Linked DNA regions of Mus musculus: regions 2, 3 and 4 are each linked to region 1. A link is a contact called in public HiChIP or PLAC-seq data. All regions are on one chromosome and are shown on one strand. The core of a region is the stretch at or near the end of the contact, and the rest is flanking DNA. Distances in the headings are between cores, read along the strand shown. Region 1 holds the start of Tnfsf8 (tumor necrosis factor (ligand) superfamily, member 8). Region 2 overlaps Gm11482 (predicted gene 11482). Region 3 has its middle 10 kb from the start of Gm42294. Region 4 overlaps Gm42294 (a long non-coding RNA gene).

The links. HiChIP or PLAC-seq counts read pairs in DNA pulled down with a chosen protein or histone mark.
Region 2: a contact with region 1 is called in a BATF HiChIP or PLAC-seq map of CD8 T cells, with 14 read pairs. The contact joins the enhancer-like site here to the promoter of Tnfsf8 in region 1. A contact is called at or near these places in 1 of 39 promoter capture datasets (hippocampal neurons), 1 of 15 datasets of contacts at CTCF or cohesin (CD8 T cells), 3 of 115 datasets of contacts at active chromatin or transcription factors (CD8 T cells, T-cell acute lymphoblastic leukemia and Th17 cells) and 2 of 9 other capture datasets (adipose tissue and liver).
Region 3: a contact with region 1 is called in a BATF HiChIP or PLAC-seq map of CD8 T cells, with 8 read pairs. The contact joins the enhancer-like site here to the promoter of Tnfsf8 in region 1. A contact is called at or near these places in 5 of 39 promoter capture datasets (the 3T3-L1 cell line, cranial neural crest, liver and 1 more), 1 of 15 datasets of contacts at CTCF or cohesin (CD8 T cells), 6 of 484 Hi-C or Micro-C datasets (B cells, bladder smooth muscle, bone marrow-derived macrophages and 3 more), 9 of 115 datasets of contacts at active chromatin or transcription factors (CD8 T cells, T-cell acute lymphoblastic leukemia, bone marrow-derived macrophages and 5 more) and 4 of 9 other capture datasets (adipose tissue, liver, macrophages and 1 more).
Region 4: an H3K4me3 HiChIP or PLAC-seq map of bone marrow-derived macrophages shows a contact between it and region 1, with 4 times the contacts expected there. The contact joins the enhancer-like site here to the promoter of Tnfsf8 in region 1. A contact is called at or near these places in 2 of 39 promoter capture datasets (liver and stem cell-derived epiblast-like cells), 2 of 115 datasets of contacts at active chromatin or transcription factors (bone marrow-derived macrophages and thymic regulatory T cells) and 2 of 9 other capture datasets (adipose tissue and liver).

Annotation. Positions count from the first base shown.
Region 1 is chr4:63,859,688-63,862,758 of GRCm38.p6, reverse strand. Tnfsf8 (tumor necrosis factor (ligand) superfamily, member 8) reads left to right here and starts at 1,475. Exons shown (of 4, transcript NM_009403.3): 1 at 1,475-1,909. The coding sequence starts at 1,700.
Region 2 is chr4:63,638,417-63,641,487 of GRCm38.p6, reverse strand. It overlaps Gm11482 (predicted gene 11482), which reads right to left. Exons shown (of 4, transcript NR_151544.1): 4 at 2,010-2,450. Among named protein-coding and RNA genes, the nearest start is that of Gm11482, 5.5 kb to the right of the region's middle. Within about 2 kb of position 1,462, at least 16 of the 459 cell types and tissues checked have an H3K27ac peak or open chromatin away from gene starts, as enhancers often do. A contact at or near this core is called in CD8 T cells, where this site is marked.
Region 3 is chr4:63,684,742-63,687,812 of GRCm38.p6, reverse strand. No RefSeq gene overlaps it. Among named protein-coding and RNA genes, the nearest start is that of Gm42294, 10 kb to the left of the region's middle. Within about 2 kb of position 1,457, at least 15 of the 459 cell types and tissues checked have an H3K27ac peak or open chromatin away from gene starts, as enhancers often do. A contact at or near this core is called in CD8 T cells, where this site is marked.
Region 4 is chr4:63,716,522-63,719,592 of GRCm38.p6, reverse strand. The region is part of intron 1 of Gm42294 (a long non-coding RNA gene); the gene reads right to left. Among named protein-coding and RNA genes, the nearest start is that of Gm42294, 22 kb to the right of the region's middle. Within about 2 kb of position 1,497, at least 26 of the 459 cell types and tissues checked have an H3K27ac peak or open chromatin away from gene starts, as enhancers often do. A contact at or near this core is called in adipose tissue and bone marrow-derived macrophages, where this site is marked.

The DNA of each region.
Region 1 (3,071 bases), core at 226-2,725:
TCATTCCTCACTACCTATCCCTCCTCTGTGGTTTTTCATTTTATAAACTCACCAAAAAGGGCCTCTAGACCATCTCCTAAGTCTAAGCTGCCTTGCAGAATGCTCAAAGAGAGATCTACACAGATCCAGAAAGCTAAATAATCTGAGCTGGGCTTTGGATCCGGCATTTCTTTGGGGCTTCTGACATGTCCTGTGACCTGCAGAGGTAGTGTATAGTCAAAAGAGAAGGTGCTGTCTACCTCAAGGGAAATAGCAAGTGAGGTTTCAGAAGGCCACATCTGGAGGCAGCTCTGAAGCTTTTAGAGAATATTCTGAAAGAAAGGTCATTCATAGCAACAGATACGATCCAGCTCTGTGTCCCAGAAATCTATTTATTATATGAAATTCCAGACATGGCCCAGAGGGCAACTTGGGCTGTTTAACAGGAATTGTTCAACAACAGCTGCCAAGTCCATTCCCATTCAGGAAGCCCTCTTACATCATCCTGTTTGATCTTCCCCATGACTGCAAAGCAGACTGGGGTGAAAGCAGGGGCTGCGTTGACTTATTCAAGGAGCAATGCTGAGAAGAGGAAAGGCTAAGATGCAACCTGAGGTTTTCAGCCTGTAAGGAAAGGGTCCGGCAGGCTTTTGGAGCCAGGCTGGTTTGCATATACCACCAAGTTTTACCATTAGATTAACACTGGTAGATTTGATTAAGAATGCTTTTATGCTGGGTCTCAGTTCTCTATGCTGTGAAGAAGAAATACTACTTGCCTCTGAGGCTGGTGACGAGTGTGAAGTCAGCCTCTAAGCCAAGTTCCCAAGACTGTACCTGAGCCAGAATGTTCAATTCTAGTAACCTCTGTCCACAAACTCATCACAAACACCTGGAACACTATTTGCACCCCCATACAACCCACAGACACTTCACACACTCGTTCCACAGCACTGAGCCTCCCCTTCCTGACCCCCTCACTAATTTCTTCCCCTAGTATGAACTTTAGGGCAAGCCAGTTTCATCGGCAAATTTAACAGCCCTGGAGAGCACCCTGCAAGAGATAGAGGAGCTTTGGTTCAACAGCAAATTATTTCCAAATTCCTCTTCTCTCACCATGTCTTTGAAACTATCCTCAAATATCCTACTGCCACAACCTTGTCTCCAGGTAGGTAAATGCCCAAACAGTGGGCTCTTCTTTCCCAGAAATGGGTATGTTTCCAGTTTAGAGCATGCTGTAATTGTTGGACAACCCCAACAGTCATTGTGCTGCTGACAAAGGACTGCCATCTCCAGGGACCCAGCAAAGAGACTAATCTGGAAGCTTCCTGGGCCACCAGCATGGATCATGCAGTGTGCAGGGTCCCCGCGGCAAGGCGTTCTGTGGCTGAGCCTAAAGGAAACAGAAGTGGTTGGTGTACACTCACGCGGAACTGTCTCCTTCCTACCACCCGCTGACATCAACCATCGTCTATCTCGCTACAATTTCTCTGCACTCAGATTAATCCCAGGCGATGAAAAATGAACCTCTCCCCCACCCTTGCAGCCACCCTTCGCCTCACGCCCCCAGAGAAGAGTTTCTCCATCCGGCAACTGGTGAAGGCTTTTTTCCAAGTCACATGATCCAGGATGCAGGGGAAAATCCTTCTTGGAACAGAGCTGGGTACAGAACCGAATCAGATGAGGAGAGATAAGGTGTGATGTGGGACAGACTATATAAAGCATGGAGCCAGGGCTGCAACAAGCAGGCAGCTGTGGGGCTCCTTCCCCTGACCCAGCCATGCAGGTGCAGCCCGGCTCGGTAGCCAGCCCCTGGAGAAGCACGAGGCCCTGGAGAAGCACAAGTCGCAGCTACTTCTACCTCAGCACCACCGCACTGGTGTGCCTTGTTGTGGCAGTGGCGATCATTCTGGTACTGGTAGTCCAGAAAAAGGTGAGTAAACATCTTTTTTCTGCTTTTCTTTCCTCATTTATAATGTGTGTCCTCTAGAGGAACAGCTCTGGGAAGCTAATGAATAGTTTAACTAGGAGCAAAAAAAAAAAAAAAAAAAAAAAAAAATTTAAAAAGTGAAAATAAGTAAAACTATGCATATATAGAGAGAGATTATATCAGAGAAAAGGGGAAAAACTAGAAATGAACTTTCTGCACTCAGTGGGAATTTTTTAAAAGAAATAGAACTGGACATGAGCTCAAAAATTTCCAGATGTACTGGAGCCAACAGAAGAGCTGCTGACCTTGAGAAGTTAAGATTGAAGCCCAGATGGGTCACAGCCTCACAGTATGGAGGGAGGAAGCATAGGGAGCCCTGATGGCGAGTGCGCATGTGGGTATCACCTCTGTAAGGCGCTCATCCTAATTCTAAGGTTATGTCCTCAATCCGTGCTCCCAGGACTTCTGAGGCCTCTCTTTTGCCGAGAGTCTGTTGTTGCTATTGTTTGTTTGTTTGTTGTGGTTGTTTTCTTGCTTGCTTGCTTGTTTTTAGTGAGGAGCTACTTTTTAAAGACTGTGATATTTGAGAGAGAGAGAGAGAGAGAGAGAGAGAGAGAGAGAGGGAGAGAGAGAGGGAGAGGGAGAGAGAGAGAGAGAGAGAGAGAGAGAGAGAGAGAGAGAGAGAGAGAGGCCAAGTCTTCCCAGAGCTCTGCTATTTCAATGTTAAAACCCACAAAAGAAATCGAAAGCTTCCTCACAAGCCACTGGCTTTGAAGAGTTCAGGGTGTTGAAAAGTAGCAGTGTTTTTGTCACCTGTACCCTCTGAGATGCACACATAATGTGCAGGGCCACACCATCTTGGGAAATTTCGTTTGTTTGAAATGGGGGTAGGGGGAGAAAGTCAAACCGTAGCTTAGAAAAGTATCCTTGAGAGAGAACTCTTACACACTGTCTGGAAAGGACTGCGTGGTCAGCTCACATGACTCACAGGCTTGGGGTGAGATCCAGGCATGGTGATTTGGATACTGTATGAATACCACTGGTGCAACACCCTGCCCAAGTGTGAACTCACCTAATTTATAATTCTTCCAAGTTGCCTTGGACCACAGACTCTGCAGCATACTAGTTGCTGAAAGCTAGGGCCTTACAAGTATCAGCAAGTATG
Region 2 (3,071 bases), core at 213-2,712, 220 kb after region 1:
AGAGGAGATGTGTTCACTCCCTTATCACTCTCAATCCACGTGCACACACAAGGGATGTTGGCGGTGTATTGATAGATCTCAGCTTAAGCCATGTGGGAACAGGGTAAAGGGATGGAAACAAGAGACCCAGACAGGGAATCTAGTTACTAAACTTATGGAAGTTAGGCCATATGACAAAATGTAAGAGCTACAGCCCCCAGACAAATACTATAGAACGTCTTTTTTTCTCTCTTCTGAAAGTGGATGTAAAAAGAGTTCTGAGCTAGTGCATCTGGGCACTGGCAAGCTTCCACTTAAAGAGACATGAGCTGTGTGTGGTGGTGGGGGTCATCACACTCTGTGTGCAGGAATGAGGGGTTATGCTCCTGGAGGCCCTCTGAGACCCCTGTGGGGTGGTCTCTTCCGACTTCTGGGCTTTGACACTCCCCAAAAACCTCATCGTAGAGGAAGGGAGTCAAATCAATGTTCCCTTCCAGTACCCATGCTCTGACATACTGGGATTGGACAATAATCTAAAAGAATCAGAAAGACCCACCTCAGGCCTCCAGAGTTCAGCCCTTGGAAATGGGTATGTTTTGGTGCCCTTCCCTGTAGCCCTGCAAATGACAAGGAACTGGATTAAGGTCTACTTGCATTTAAGCAAAGAATACTAGAAAAGCATGTGTTTGGTGTTTAAGAATCTGGACACTTGCCAGATTCACTCCTATTTCTGCCACAGAAAGAAAAAGTCCCAAGGGGCTGTGAGTGCTAACATCACCAAAACAGACACAGACTGTTTGTACGTCTTAGAAGAAATCTGGGTTGCCCTTAGCACTCACTCTTGCACTGATACACAACAGTGTGGTTCATTATCAATTTTCTCATGAAGAGTGTTAGCCTTTCATTTCCACAAGCAGCCATCATTCCAAGGTTTGACTTCTCTCAGTGCAGCCATCTTGTGATGTCTGTAGATGTTAGAGTGCTGTTGGGGGTGTGGGGGGCATTTGAAACAACTAACATTAAAGGATTTTCAATACATATAGCAGAACACTGAGTTCTTACATGTACTAACAGAAAGAAACATTATCTTCTTTAAGATATATATTATCAGGGTTGAAGCTAGATCAATGCATGAGTGAGGCTCTAGATCCAATCCTTACTACTGCAGAGAGTGGGAGGAGGCTCAAAAATCCATGCAGTCCCCAAAATATTAACTCATTTTTCATCTTTCCCTCTTACTATCAGGTTCTAGAGGACTTATGAGCTGCCTAGAAGAATCCCATATCGCTGATACTGTAATCATTTGTTTATATTACATAACAGAGGCATGCCTTTCATACATGTCTTTGGCAGCCTAGGCAGGCAACAGCATGACTGTTTACATGCTATGAACACAAAGCCTCTGAAGGGTTCTCATCTCTAAAGTACATTCTTGCCAGTCACAGGGTAAGGTGTGTGAAAGTTTTCACAATGACTCAGAAGTGAAGGCTCTTGGGAAAGAAGCAGGTCATAACCCACAGAACCCACAGCCCGGGGCTACAGCACAGCTCTAAGCTCTCTCTTGGGTGCCAAAGACAACCTCCAATCCAAGATGGGCCCAGATAAGGAGCCCTAGACACACCAGAGACCAGAAACTGCCTCTTTACCCCTTCTATTGGACACAAGGAGCAGAATTTTATCTTTCAGCTGTCTTTCTGTCTATCCCTCCATTCACTCATCCACATATAATAAATTGGACCCATTTGGATCTCCATTCCCATCCCATCATTTACCCAAGCTTTTGCCATGTAACAGGGAAGTCTCCCTAGCCTGGTCTGTCTTGGAACCTGGCCACATGACTTCGACCAATAAGATACTAGGCAACATGACATAAAGAAGTCGAGAAAAGTTAGTTGTATTGTGGGTCTCCCCACTTTGTGGACTGTCAGTAGATACAGTCCACAAGAGCAGTGGAAGTAGAGACATCACTCAGGGAGTTCCAGAAGCCCTGTCAGTACATATGGTGCATAAACTACACGGAGACCCACAGTCAATAGGCAGATCAACTTTACTTAATGTGATTGAAGGCTTATAAAGTTTTGGGGGAATAAGGGTAAGGACATCAAGGGTGAGCAAAGGTCATTGGCTCGGGGCTGAGGGTACCTAGAATGCCTCATTAGCTTTGGGAAGCATTTCAGGTACCTTAGGCGATTGCTGAATGGGTTTTATCAGGAGAAAGGGAATTGATCCTATAAACTAAGTGAGACTACATGGCATCCTTAGGGAGAAGAGTTCATGTGGGGGCTTAGAATTTCCCACGCAAGGTCAGAGAAGGAGAAAACCCATTAACAAAGGGAGTTTCCCATAAGTGCGCCAAGCCCAGAAGGTATCCGGTCACATGGACTTCGACTGTAATTAACAGAGTTTTCCCACGTTGTATGTTTCCACTTTCCACTTGTGGCCTCTTATATCATCTTATAGCATGGGCTATCCTATAGAGAAACAAGGGACAGATGAGGCACAGGAGGCCACCTTTGGTGACCTATATATACACAGCAATTTTGCATCATCCAGCAGAGAGCCAAATTCTTACACATGCCATCAAGCCCAGCTAACCACCTCAAGCACAGATACAGTGGGAAGCAAGCATGCCCATAAGACAATGGACTTTTACAGTTACATGTCATTACTGAGGCAATGAATCACCTCCACATCCCAGCCAGAAGGCAACAAGAACAAAAGATTATTTGCAGAATCTACCCAGGACACTGTTTCTAATTTGTGGTTAGCTAGAGTTCAGTCTCGTGGCTGCTTTTGCTGGAAAAAAAAAAAAAAGACTGAGTTCAATTCTTTGTTCCAGATAGCTGTATGTTTTCTAACTAAAACCTAGAGGTTCTTTTTCTGTAGGAGAAATGGAAGTAGAAGCTGGGAAGGGACAGAAATAGAAGTTTCTGCCACGTGTGCTGGGAAACTTTGAGCAAATTTGGAAAATTTGAGCAAATTCCCTTCTTGTGGCCTCAGTGTCCCTACAAGTACAAGACGGCCAAAGAAGAGAACCATCTACATGGTCTCACAAGGCCCTTCTAGAAGTCAGAGTGAAGGGTTTGAAGGAG
Region 3 (3,071 bases), core at 208-2,707, 170 kb after region 1:
CAAGAAATTAATATTCCTTCGGCTGTGTTCCTTCCAAAGTACTATATTTAAGAGGATTAAAAAGAGAAGCCAGCGGTGCTGCTCCTCTCTTAGAAAATGCCCTTTAATGACTCAGGGCAACTCCTAGCTCCAGCTGGAAGTCCTCACACTCAACCCTGGAAGTCAGCGAGGTTTAACTGAGCAAACCTTACACTCTCTCGCAGCCTGCATTCCTTCGCTGTAAAGTCGATCCACAGGGAGATTTGAATCAAGCTACGTGTCCAGCCGGACCCCTCCACACAGAAGGCCTCACTCAGTCTTAGCTTCCATGGGGTGGACAGTGTCAAAATCCCAATTACTGAGAAGTTGTGTAAGTGGTGATTTTTTTCCAGAAAAGCCCCCACAGCGTGGCTGGGCACTATTTATGGCTACACCATTTCAAATTTTCTCCTCTGGCTCCTCTGGAGATTCTGAGAGTTTCCTGATATCCTCTAAAAATTCCCATTTGCTACTTAGGTAAGTTAGAGTGGATTCCACTGTCTGCAACGTGGGGCCATTGCTGTCCTTCCTGAGGTCACATTTCACAGACCCTTCACTAAAAAAAAGGAAAGCTTTATGGGAAAGGAGATTGTATGGAGCTACACAGTGAGGCTCCCCCTGAACTCTAATAGGATTTCATGTTCTGCCCTCCTCAGTATATGTGTCAAGGATCTTCTATGGTCAACAGAAGCTCTTTACAAACAATGGCTACCTGATGCAGTCCATGGGAAAAAGGCCCAGCAGGATCCTAGGCAGGTCCTCTCAATTCCCCAAGGTGCTTCAAGGGCGAAATGAAGATATGGCTGCTCCAAGGTATGGTTGAGGAGAAGGTATTTATCGTAGATGTGAGGAAGAGTACAGCCAGAGGCACCTGCAAGAGTCCAGAGCACGGAGAGAAAGCAGTAGACAGAAAACATGGCCAGCAGATTGGACCAGGCCATGGGGTCTAGGAGGGGAGGGCAGAGAACAAGAAAAGAAGACCAAGGACAACAGAACCAATGGAACCTGTGGCTGAAATGCCAGGGTTATATAAGGGAGAAAGCTTGAGAAGGGAAGGGGAGTCTATGGGTTGGAGAGGTTCAGGGTACTAAACAGAGCAAGGAGAGCTAAGAGAAGCCACAGGTAATGGGTGATCCTGGGGGCCAGCATCTGCTTTGTGGTATGCTAACAGGCACCATGGCTAGCCAATTGACCTGAGTTGCTTTGGAACCCGACAATTCCCTGGCCTGGGAAATGGAAGGCTAATACACAACCTAGAAGATGATGTGAGGTTTAACAACAACAACAACAATATTGTGCAGAACTCTGGCCAGCTACAAATCTAAAAACCCACATGGGATCTAGCTCCACCAGGGACTAGATCATGGATTCCTCCCCCAGGGCAGTAAGTGATCTGGCTTCTCAGAGTAGGGCCCAGCCAAAATAGGAGGAATATCACCCTCTGCTGGACAAGCTCTCTAACAACTTCATTGACCTGAGACACAGAAACAGTCTAAAAGAGAGGTCCATGACCAAGGTCACACCAAGAACAAATGTTAGAGCCAGGGCCAGATCTCAGTCTCATGAACCCCTCCACATAGAACACCAAACCTTCCCCTCACTGTGGGGTCCTGCTCACATGCTCCTGACTCCTTGATACAGCTCAAGGACACTATCAGCCATAGCACTGGAGCTAAATTCCAGCCAAAACCGGGTAATTCCCCACCCAGTTGTAACTGGCAAAAAAGTAACCCTTCTTCTCAGCAGAATGTACTGTGTTAGTGTTGTGGTTTTCATACTAACAAACTGCTATAACTATGGCAACTTCTTGGAAACATGGATGCAGTCCCAAGCATAACTGGAGAGTTCTCAGAGAAAGGAATAACAGAGTGCCCAACTTCCCCAGGAACTAGAGAAAGATCCTTGAATTCACACATCGATCTCTGCCCTTGAAGATAAGTCCAAAGGGTTTCAAAGCAAATCCCCTTCATGCACAAGTGAACTACATCAATTGGAACAAAGTTTACTTAAGACATCTGACAGTCCCATTTTGCCATATTAATTAAAGTCAGAGAGATGGGAAATGTGGTGGGTCTTTACAATAGGGACAGAGTGCTCCTTTTGATTTTTTTTTTAATATCTGGTCTCTTCAAACGGAAATCATAGGAAAGAATACATCCCACATGGCAGACGGTAAGCTCTGTCCTCAGGAAAAAACATGGGGTGAGGGGGATGTAAAGTCATCTGTGTGTTTGTTCAACCTGAGTTAATATATTACAATGTTCACAGACACTGAGACATCAGGGCCACAAATATATACAAATCTGTTTTCCATAGCAACAAAGAGAGGGAGGAAGGGAAAAAAGAAGGGAGGATCTTGAGTTGGTCACCAGACGTAGCTTTCTAGATAATGGGGCATCTAGTAGACTCGGTCAGCTTTGCAGGGTTATTGTAAGAGTCTAATTGACTCCATGAGAACACCATGTTCGTGTCATTTACTCCCCTCCCCTCTGTGATGGGTCACAGAATCATTCATCCTCGACAGGAGCCTGGATGTTGGCCTGCTTCAATGATCTACTCTGTTAGCAGGCACTCAACAACACCAGTAGCTAATACTGAGTATTTACAGTAGTGCTCTTTGAAGAGGTTTGCACGGGTTAACGGTCATAAGAACCCTGTGAGGAAGGCTCTCCTCACTGTCCCCAGTTTGCAAGTGAAATAACTTGAGGCTGAGGAACTTAAGTAATCCATTCAAGGTCACACTCATGAATATTTGAACTCAAGCCCACTCAACTGCACATACCCCATTCTTTTTTTCTGTTTATGAGATTATATTATAACTAAAACATTTCTCTCTTCCCTTTCCTCCTTCCAACCCTCCCACATGCCCCTCCCTTCTCTCTTTCAAATGCCGCGTGAATACACTTCTTATAGTCCAGCCAGAGAGTTAAAAAAAAAAAAAAAAAAAAGATCACAGAGGGCTCAGTGTGAGTGTGAGTCCAGGGCTGTGTCCTCACAAATGCACATCAGTCAAAACTTTATGGTTATTGCAGCCATTGATGTCATCGCTCTGC
Region 4 (3,071 bases), core at 248-2,747, 140 kb after region 1:
TCATCCATGGGCTGATGGTCCTGGGATCTATAAGAAAGCAGCCTTAGCAAGCCATGAGGAACAGAGCCAATAAGCAGCACCCTCCCTGGCCTCTGCATCAGCTCCATGTTGCTACCCTGCTTGAGTTCCTGTCCTGACTTCCTTCAATAATAAACAATGATGGGGAAGTAGAAGCCAAATAAATCATCTCCTCCCCAAGTTGCTTTTGGTCACAGTGTTTCATCACAGCATTAATAAGCCTAATGCTGTTACTATTCTAGTGCTGTGAAGAGAGACCATACCTAAGATGACTCCTATTTTTTTAAAGAAATTAAAAATCATTGCAGAGGATTAGTCCATTATCATCTTGACATAAAGGAGATAAGTGTGGTAATGGAGCAGTAGCTGAGAGGGTTAGATCCTGATCTGAAGTCAGCAGAAAGAGAAAGAGAGAGACAGAGACAGACAGAGACAGAGAGACAGAGAGAGACAGAGAGAGACAGAGAGAGACAGAGAGAGACAGAGAGAGACAGAGAGAGAGACAGAGAGAGACAGAGAGAGACAGAGAGACAGAGAGACTGGGCCTTGTGAGGGCTTTTGAATTCTCAAATCCTACCCTGAACAACATATCTCCAACAAAGACGCACCTCCTAATCCTTCCCATACAGTTCATCAACTGAGTACCAAGCATTCAAATATATGAGCCTGTGTGGGCCATTCTCATTCAAACCACCACAATCTCTTAGGTGGAACACAGAGAAAATATTTTTTTTAACTCCCAGCTAATTCGTTCTAGTTGAATTTTCCATGCACCGATACCTGAGGCTATGGAGCAAGGCTATGGAAGTAGATAGATGTATGATCTCTCCTCTGCCGTGTTCCAGCTCTGAGACTCAGATAGCTGAACCAGTCTGTCTGCACTTTACCTCCTCCATCTACAAAGCAGTAAGATTAGGGTGATACCCTTGAGAGGCAAAAGGAAACAGTACACATGACAGCAACTGATGATGGTTCTGTCGAGATCCTTGGTCCCTGCTCAGTAAGAACCAGCTGTCACACTTTCTGAACATGACCCTGATGGTCTGTGGTCTCCTTCTCTTTTCTTCTGCACATACTAAATTACAAACAGTATGAAGCCATAAGGCCACAGTGGCATGTCAGGCTCTGCCAAGTGCCATGTGTGAGACGGATAAGGCTAACAGACTCGCCAAATATTTGCACTATTGAGTTGAAATAGAGAGTACAATAAGGGAATTACTAAATAATTGCCAAGTGATTGTGATAAAGGTTATAAAGGAAACAAGAAAGGCTTTGGGGATTTAAAAACAAAGACAGGGCCTTTATCACAAGCGACTCAGAGTTTGTATCCCAGACACTTATTGCACACTTCAAAGTTTAGGTAACATTGGGTTTGTGACCTCACAATACGATCATCGGCTAATAACAAGTGTGACTCACTCTAATTCCAGACCTTTGGGGGTCAAAGACCAAGGAGGCCAAAACACTGGCCGGCTGCCAGCTGTCTCTGGGCCAAAGCAAGTAAGCTGCACCCTGGGCTTGGCCCGCATGCTCCATTCCATGCACTTAGACAGTAAGTGTTTCTCTTACAGCTGCTGCAAGAAGGTCCAAAATCCCTTCTCACACAGTTATTCAAAAGCATGCCCATCTAAGCTTTACTTGCCATGCTCCAAGGATCTCTCTTAGTCTTTACCTTTGCATAAGAAAATGTAGTCTAAAATCACAAGGGAAATAGTAAGCTATGTTCCTCTTCCCAAGAGTTTTAGGGGTGGCGGTGGTTAGGAGATGGGCCCTAGATGACAGTGTCTGTTTAATAGAACGTAAAGAGAGGTTCAAAGAGGAAGAAGCTAAAGGAGTCATAGAATACAGGGGCTAAGCATGTCTGAATAGGCATACTATGTACCTAACCCTTAGATGTTTCCCCAAGGGGAGTATGGTCCCTGAACTAAAAGGTCAGAGAAACCCCACTGTGGAGACCTCACGCTAAGACTAAATCCCTAGAAGTACCTATGGCTCTGATGCAGACAGGCAGAGGGGAGTGGAGTCCAAGGCCTTTGGGACTTGCCATTCTCTCAGGGCAATCACACCTAGTCCAGCTATTCAGGGATGCAATGTATTTTGGAGACATCTATAATTCCAATCAAGTGTCCCAAGACAGACTAAGGTCTCAGACAGGTCACATTTATCCCCACACTTAATAACTCAGTAAGACTGACTTCTGAGGCTCATAGTGTTCTTATATTAGTCAGTTCTCTCTTACTGTGGCAATACACCTAAAGGAAACCCACTTCAAGGAAAAGAGTGATTAGGGCTCATAGTGTGTCATAGTGTGTTCACAACCCTCCATAATTCCAGTTCCAGGGGATCTGAAGCCCTCTTCTGGCCTCCATCGGCACCAGTCACACCTGTGGTATACAAATGTGCATGCAGGCAAAATACCCATGCACATAAAATAGAAAATAAAATATTATTCAAAGGTGGGGGAGGGACAGGGATAGATGCTGATTTCATCAAACAGATACTCCAAGAATTCTGTGGCTTTGTTAAATGAGAGATGAAACTCAGGACTGATAAGGTGGCTTTGTGATTAAGCACTGACTTCACAGGCCTAAATCTCTGAATTTGGTCCCCAATACTCACGAAAAGGTGTAAAAAGGTAACCCCAAAAAAACTAAGTCAAAAAAGTTGAATGAGGACAAAGGCACAGTCATAAAAGAAGATATAAATTTATTTATATGATAGCATGTCAACTCTATCATAAGTTAGTTTTTTATTGTAGTAGAAAAGCATATAAAATGTGACTGTGATGGAAAAGTATATAAAATATAATAAATTATAATATATAATAGAAATATAAGACCCAAACATAATAAAAACATAAGACCCCCCAAAAAAAAGTTGTCCTCTAACTTGCAAACATGTGTCATGGTACAAACACACACACACACACACACACACACACACACACGTAATACTACTACTAATAATAATAATTTTATTTTAAAAAATGAAGAAGGAAACCAAAATAAATAAATAAAAATCATACTGAAAACTCCTGGACATTTCCCTGTGCT